Regions from separate parts of the Mus musculus genome. Here region 1 is linked to region 2. The links are chromatin contacts, called in public promoter capture Hi-C maps. All regions are on one chromosome and are shown on one strand. The core of a region is the stretch at or near the end of the contact, and the rest is flanking DNA. Distances in the headings are between cores, read along the strand shown. Region 1 has its middle 120 kb from the start of n-TDgtc10. Region 2 holds the start of Igfbp3 (insulin-like growth factor binding protein 3).

Evidence for each region. Promoter capture Hi-C pulls out the DNA fragments that hold promoters and counts their contacts.
Region 1: a contact with region 2 is called in a promoter capture Hi-C map of embryonic stem cells, with 5 times the contacts expected there. The contact joins the enhancer-like site here to the promoter of Igfbp3 in region 2. A contact is called at or near these places in 10 of 39 promoter capture datasets (the 3T3-L1 cell line, the C10 cell line, the HPC-7 cell line and 4 more), 1 of 15 datasets of contacts at CTCF or cohesin (stem cell-derived epiblast-like cells), 4 of 484 Hi-C or Micro-C datasets (embryonic fibroblasts, embryonic stem cells and uterus) and 3 of 115 datasets of contacts at active chromatin or transcription factors (embryonic stem cells, kidney and stem cell-derived neural progenitor cells).

Annotation. Positions count from the first base shown.
Region 1 is chr11:7,748,769-7,752,161 of GRCm38.p6, forward strand. No RefSeq gene overlaps it. Among named protein-coding and RNA genes, the nearest start is that of n-TDgtc10, 120 kb to the right of the region's middle. Within about 2 kb of position 1,678, at least 8 of the 459 cell types and tissues checked have an H3K27ac peak or open chromatin away from gene starts, as enhancers often do. A contact at or near this core is called in embryonic stem cells and stem cell-derived epiblast-like cells, where this site is marked.
Region 2 is chr11:7,212,499-7,215,823 of GRCm38.p6, forward strand. It overlaps Igfbp3 (insulin-like growth factor binding protein 3), which reads right to left and starts at 1,425. Exons shown (of 5, transcript NM_008343.2): 1 at 887-1,425. The coding sequence starts at 1,292.

The DNA of each region.
Region 1 (3,393 bases), core at 428-2,927, 540 kb after region 2:
CAGCTCATGCAAATGCTTGGCATAATTCTGTTCCTGATTCTTGGCTGGCTGTGAGCACACAATAGCTCTCAATTCTCAGAGGCTCATGACCCTTGCCATGGAACCTTCCCAGGGAAGGAGAAACCCTCTATGTTTGACCCTCTCAGGCTTGCATTTCTGTTGCACTTGGTTCTTTTTCAAGCCTAAGTCAGGCCAATTTTAAATTCAACACATTTGGGACTTTAATTAAGAATACAAAATCTCTTTATGGAAACACCCACAGAAATGCTTACAGAGCTAGAAGAGACATGCATTATGACAGTGAGACTCTGAGACCCACTTGGCATTTAAAATTCAAGCAATGATCTGCCTAATTAGTAAACAAATGATGCAAAGTAAAACCAGATTAAAACACTAATTCATTCTCGACATACAGATACATATTTGTGTTTGTGTATGAATACCTAAATATGTAGGTGTGAATGTTTGTATCTAAGTCATTTATCATCATCATCAAGTAAGAGTCAAGTTAATATAGAATTCAAATGTACACATTGTATATAGCAGGCTGGTATCTTTCTTCCTACATACTTACCTACATTGTATACTGCTTTCTCTGATTTATTCTTTGATGGCTTGTTTGTGATGCGAAAACTGTCACCACAAGTTCATGAATATGTACCCATGTTCTTTTCATAATTAGACTCTCTGATCCAACAAGAATTTAATGCTGCTCACTGAGAGGGTTTTATAGTATTTATTGACAATTAATATTCCTTGATGATTTCTTTTTAAAATTTGGCTTTATGGATTTAGATCTGTATTTTTACTTGTAAATTTCAGAACCAATTGAGAATTTATACAAATAATAAATATTTCCATGATTTGTACTTTCATTAATTTGTGAAATTAGCTATGGTGAACGGTTGTCTATGGAGCTATTACCTTGTCTATGCATATTGTGTTCATCAGTCTTTAATCATTATTGACTATTGAAAACATTACCCATGACACATTCTTAGTTTTATTTCTATGAATAATGTCAGTGTCATCTAATTACAGTATTTTGTAATATTTTATCATCAGTGCATTGAAATTGTCTTTTCTTTTTAAAATATTAATTTTTAAGTTGTAAATTCACAAGGTTAAGCTTAAATTAATCAATCCATCAGAGATTTTCATGAAAACAAATGGTTTCCTTTTCCTCAATGTCTTAAGACCGACAGAAATGAAAACTGAACTTTTTAACATCTCTTTTTCTTTTTCCCTTTCCTTCTCTCTTTTCTCCCTTCCCTCCTTCCCTCCTTTCTTTCTTTCTTTCTTTCTTTCTTCCTTTCTTTCTTTCTTTTTTTCTTTCTCTCTCTCTCTCTCTCTCTCTCTCTCTCTCTTTCTTCATTTCTCTCTCTTTCTCTTTCTTTCTTCCTTTCTTTCTCTTTCTCTCTCTCTTTCTTTCTCTTTCTATTTTTCCTTCTTTCTCTCGCTCTCTTTTCCTTCCTTCCTTCCTTTCTTTCCTTCCTCCCTCCTTCACTCTCCCTCTCCCTCCCCCTTTCTTTCTTATAGCAATTTGAGGACTAAACCTAGAGCACCTCAAGCAAATTAGGCAAACATTTATTCTGAGATCCCAGCCCTTTATACTTTATTTGAGATAGCATTCCACTGAGTTGCCCGAGGTGACCTTGAACTCACTTTTTAGCCCAAGCATGTAGCCCAACCTATAATGCTCCTGTCTCAACCTCCTGAATATCTGGGATTGTGGAAGGTAGAGTGACTTTAAATGTTGCCACAGACCCTTTTTGGTTGCTGTCTGAGTAGAACGGGTCTCTGGTTACAGGTGGACAAGGAGTTGGTGAATGACAGACAAACATCAACACAAGAAGTTGTGTAGTATCTGAATGTATTGTCACAAAGTGAACACCAGTCTTATATAATACAGAAAACATAGGGGTAGGATGTCACAGCAGGCAAAGTACATTGAAGTTACCTGACACAAAACAAAGGAATGACTTCAGAAGGACTTACAGGAACCAGGTAATATTTACAGTAAAGATAAAACAGCCCTGCCTAGGGTCAGCTAATGACAGGTAAGGATTTCACACCCTAGTCACACTTTGTGCTGCTCCTTTGGGCCTTGTGAAAGCTAGCACCAGTGGGTTCTGCTCTAGCAGACCTTCTCATGAATAATGTAACACCACAAACCCCTATTTTCTAGGCCTTGATAAATTCTTGTATGAGTGTAACTTGGCTGTTCTTTTAAGTATCTGTGGAGAATCTCCATTTGTCAGAAGAATTCACCAACTTGCTTCTAATATGCAATATAGCCTGCAATACCTGGCTGTAGTGAAGATTCCTGTCTCAGTGGGATTCCCTAACTGTTACATGGTAAACCCACCTATTAGCTAGACCATTGTGTATTCCCTTGTTTGGGTGAGACTGGCTACTGTCCTAAGTAATCACTCTGCAGACTAGCCCTGTGCTATTTTAGCTCCATTCTTTGTAATGCCTAATTAGTTTCACTGTCTCTACTAGAAGTAAATTTGAATGTTACTGAATAGGTAACCTTCTTACTGAATTCCAACTGAATTCCAAGTTTGTCAGCTTGAGGGATTTTCTAGGATGTTGGAACACTGGCAAAGGCTTAGCCATGTCAGAATTCAATCTTTAAAGACACTTATAATAAAACAATACTAAAAGAGAGCACGTGGATCCATACACCAGACTAACTCGGGGATAGTGTATGAGTATACAGGTTATGAGAATGCCTGGTTCCAGGAGGTTGAGTTTCCTTGAAACTCTTTGCCTCGTGAGTGCTTCCAGGCCTCTCGGCCTGCCAAGCAGACTTCACTGGAGTGTGCATAGCAAAAACCCAGAAAGGTCCCTGTCCAAAGGAAAGATAGGGACAAAATATGGAACAGAGACTGAAGGATAGGCCATCCAGAGACTGCCCCACCTAGGGATCCATCCCATTTGCAGACACCAAACCCCCACACAGAATACAAGTGGAGGGAGCCAGGACTCCAGATACATATGTAGCAGAGGATGCCTTATCTGGCAAAAATGGGAGGGGAGGGAGGCTTGATGTATAGAGTATAGAGGGATACTAGAGAGGTAAGGAGGGAGTAGATGTATGGGTGGAAGAGCACCCTCATAGAGGCATAGGGGAGTGGGAAGGGGGGATGGGATGGGAGGCTGGTGGAGGAGTAACTGGGAAGGGGAATATCATTTGAAATGTAAACTAATAAAGTGATTAAAAGAATCAACAAATAAATTAGTTCTAAGAATGAAAAATATCAAGAAAAAAATGCTACCTGTGACTTTAGATGTTCATACATTAAAATAAGTAAATTTGTTTACAACTTCAAATTAACTGGGAGTTGGGTAATGAATCCAAAAAATAGGCTGTCTAGATGAAATGCA
Region 2 (3,325 bases), core at 175-2,674:
TTGCAGCAGGAGAGGTAACTGTTAAACGTTTGCATTTTTCTCATTGGCGCTGTCGCTGTCCCCACTGCTGCTGCTGCTGCACCTAGGTCGAATTAGAAAGAGTAACATTCCTGGGTCGTACTTCGCATTTCTAGTCTCTGCTTTGGCAGGGAACCGGCCTGAGTCTGCATCCTCTGCACCAAATGCAGTCTCTGAATCTGGAAGGCGCTGCTGCAGAGCATAGGATGGCGCCTATGGGGCCCGAACCGGGCTCAAACCTTTTTGCAGCTCCTGGTGACACTGAGCAGTTTTGAACTTTAGGTTTCACAGTTTCAAAGACACCAGTGCTCTTAATTTCATCTCGTTAGTTTTTGGATAAATTGGGACACAATCCTGCGTTGCCAATTAGCCCGTGCAAATGATAGGATGTTTCAAGACAGGTACTGTTTCCAACAGCGTGGCTGCCTGCAAATACCTTCATGGTCCGGATCCAACCCGGGATTCCTACACTCAAGCTTCCCTGGGATAGACGCGCTCCTTCCCAATTTATGAGGAATGAAAACCCAGGTCAACAGCTGGGTTACACAGACCTAAACCTGGGTATCCCCGCTCAGCGAGGAGACTCTCCAGTGACTGGGATCTGTCCACTGGCAGTCTCCCTTGCTACCCGCTCGTCCTGGCACTGAATTCTACCTATTTTCACAGAGCGCATTTTGCAACTTATAAGAAAAGCTGTACTTTGAGAACCAAGCAAGAGGAAAAATGGGTTCAGTGCCTCACTCCGCCTCCCAGGGTCCATTTTCCAACCTTCAATATGAGCCAAGACAAACATCTGAAGATACACTCCCTGCCACCCTCGTCGGGTCCCAGGGAGTTGCGCGTGGCGCACGTGGCAGGGACAGCTTACCTGGAGCAGGTTGGGAGGGGAGGTAGGTGCTTAGGCTGCCTGCAGCGCTGGCGTTGGCGCAGAACCCGCGGCCATTCAGCAGCGCCCTCAGCGGGTACTGCTCCGCGGGCCGCGGCTGGCAGCGGAGGCCGGTGCCACAGCGCTCCGTGTAGACGCCGCACGCGTCGCCTTCGCGCAGCGCGCAAGTCAGGCAGCAGCCGCAGCCGGGCTCTCGCACCAGCTCCGTGCACGCGGGCGCGGTGGGCGGAGGCGCGCACTGGGACAGCGCACGCGCGTCGCACGGTTCGCAGCGCACCACGGGGCCCGCGCCCACCGCGCCCGCGCCAGCTCGCGCCACCGGCGGTCCGCGGAGCAGAGTGAGGGCAGTGAGCGCAGCCGCCCAGAGCGCGGGGCGCGCGGGATGCATGGCGCCGGGTGGACGGCTCGGTGGAGGGGAGCGGAGTGGAGCACGCGGGATGAGGCGGCGGGATGAGGCGGCGGGATGGGAGCAGCGAGCAAGCAGGTCCTCAGCGCCCAGTCGCCGCTCTAAGCTCGCATCTGGGCAGCCCGGGCGCGCAGGCCGATATATAGAAGCCGGGGTGGCGGAGGACACGCCCCGGAACGGCGAGGGTGGGGGGTGGGCCGGCGCAGGCTCCGCTCCGGGGCCCGCGCCTCCCGACGAAGCGGGAACGAGGACGGGGGCGCGCTGCGCGCGTCTTCACCGGGCACCTGCTCTCTGTGCGCACGCCCTGTATCAGGGCCACCTCTTCACGGGTAACCACAGGCGCTCCAGGCCACCTTGCGTCTCTAGAGTCCCAGCCACTCCAGGGACTCTGGTCTTCTCTTCCTTCAATGACTCCCAGCCAATTTGGCGTCCCGGACCCTATAGCCCCTCCCCCTGGATGGCTGGCTAAGCTGGCCTTTCCAGGGATGGTTTATGTTTGGGAAGCTGGCCCGGACCCATTCAGCGCCTGTGTACTTTGTAAAGTTCCCGCAATGGAATTCCTCGTGTAGGGTATGCTGTATTAGGCATTTCCCAGCGAGAACGCGCAGATCACTTTGAGGTCTGGAGAACCTTAGAGCTCGAGGTTTAAATCTGCACCACGGGCCACTTTAGCTCCCAGAGTCTCAGCACCGCACAACCTCACGCTGACAGCTATGGGCGCAAAGGATTTGCTTTTCAAGGAGGTAGGGACTCAAAATACTCAAATACGTCGTTGCACTTTCCCAGATAGGAGTGAGGACAGTTTTTTTCTTTTTAAAGATGAGAAGTTCCTCTAGTTCTTGTTTGGGAGAATCTTTTTAGCGGACGCATCTGCGTTAAAATAACTACTGAGACACTGAAGCATGCATGATTAGTAGCCAAGCAGCCCTTAAAATGAATACTGTTCACAACGAGTTTTAGTCATCGTTGGACCCCTATACCAACTTCTGATGTGCTCCAGTGCAGACTGGAGTTCTTGCTAATCCGTTCATTCTGACTTGAAATCCAGGCGCAATAGCGCAGCTATTGAGTTCTTTTGTACGAGTCTCTCCAAAGTCTGCACGCTCCTCCTATAGGTGACCAACAGAGGACGCTGGTGGTCCAGAATTGAATCGACAGACTTCGCGGTTTATTTATTTATTTAAAACAATTCGTGGATGAGTGGTGGGAACTTGAGAGACCGACTTGGAAGGAGACTTTCCTGGATACTCTTGAGTTGTTTACCATAGGCTGGGGAGATTGTCTTTGGGGAGATCTGTGCAATTTTATGCAGGAAGCAAATTAAGACGACTTCCCCCACATATCCCTCCGTCTATCATGTATATCTTATCTGGTGAAGTGGACATTCATCCACCCGTGTGTCTTTACATCTCCCTGTATCTGTGGCTCTCTCTACAAATTTATATCCCCTTTAAAAAAATTATGTCTTAATTTTAGTAAAATTTAGTTCTCCCTTATTTGATACTATAAATAAGAATGATAAAATTTTGGACCTTTACAAAGAAAAAAATATGAGACCCGTGAAGGCCAGAGCTGCCAAGACACAGCACCCCCAGTTTTTGCATTATTCCTTCCTCATAGAGTTTAGGTCGTGGCTAGAGTTAACACAGTCTACCAGAAAGTGTCCCAGTTGTTCCTTCTTTTTTCCCTATGTACTAACGCTGAAGAACAGGGCCTCTGACTTCATTGGAAAATTGAAAGAAAAAAATCCCCTAGGGTTACACTTGTTCTTTAAATAACCACAGAGACCTTGACTCCAAAATTAGAACAAGGTTTAGTATCAAAAGTGATTCTAGATGTGGCAGGCCTTCTCTCTGTTCGATACAATGTTACCCACAGAAGCAGTCCAGCACTTTTACCCAGATTTATCATCAGGCAAGGAGACAGGGGACGCCTAGAGTGAATGGCTTCTTGGAAAAGAGAAATCAACTTGGTTCTCTTCACAATAAACTGAGTTCTTCCATTCTTCCTTTGCA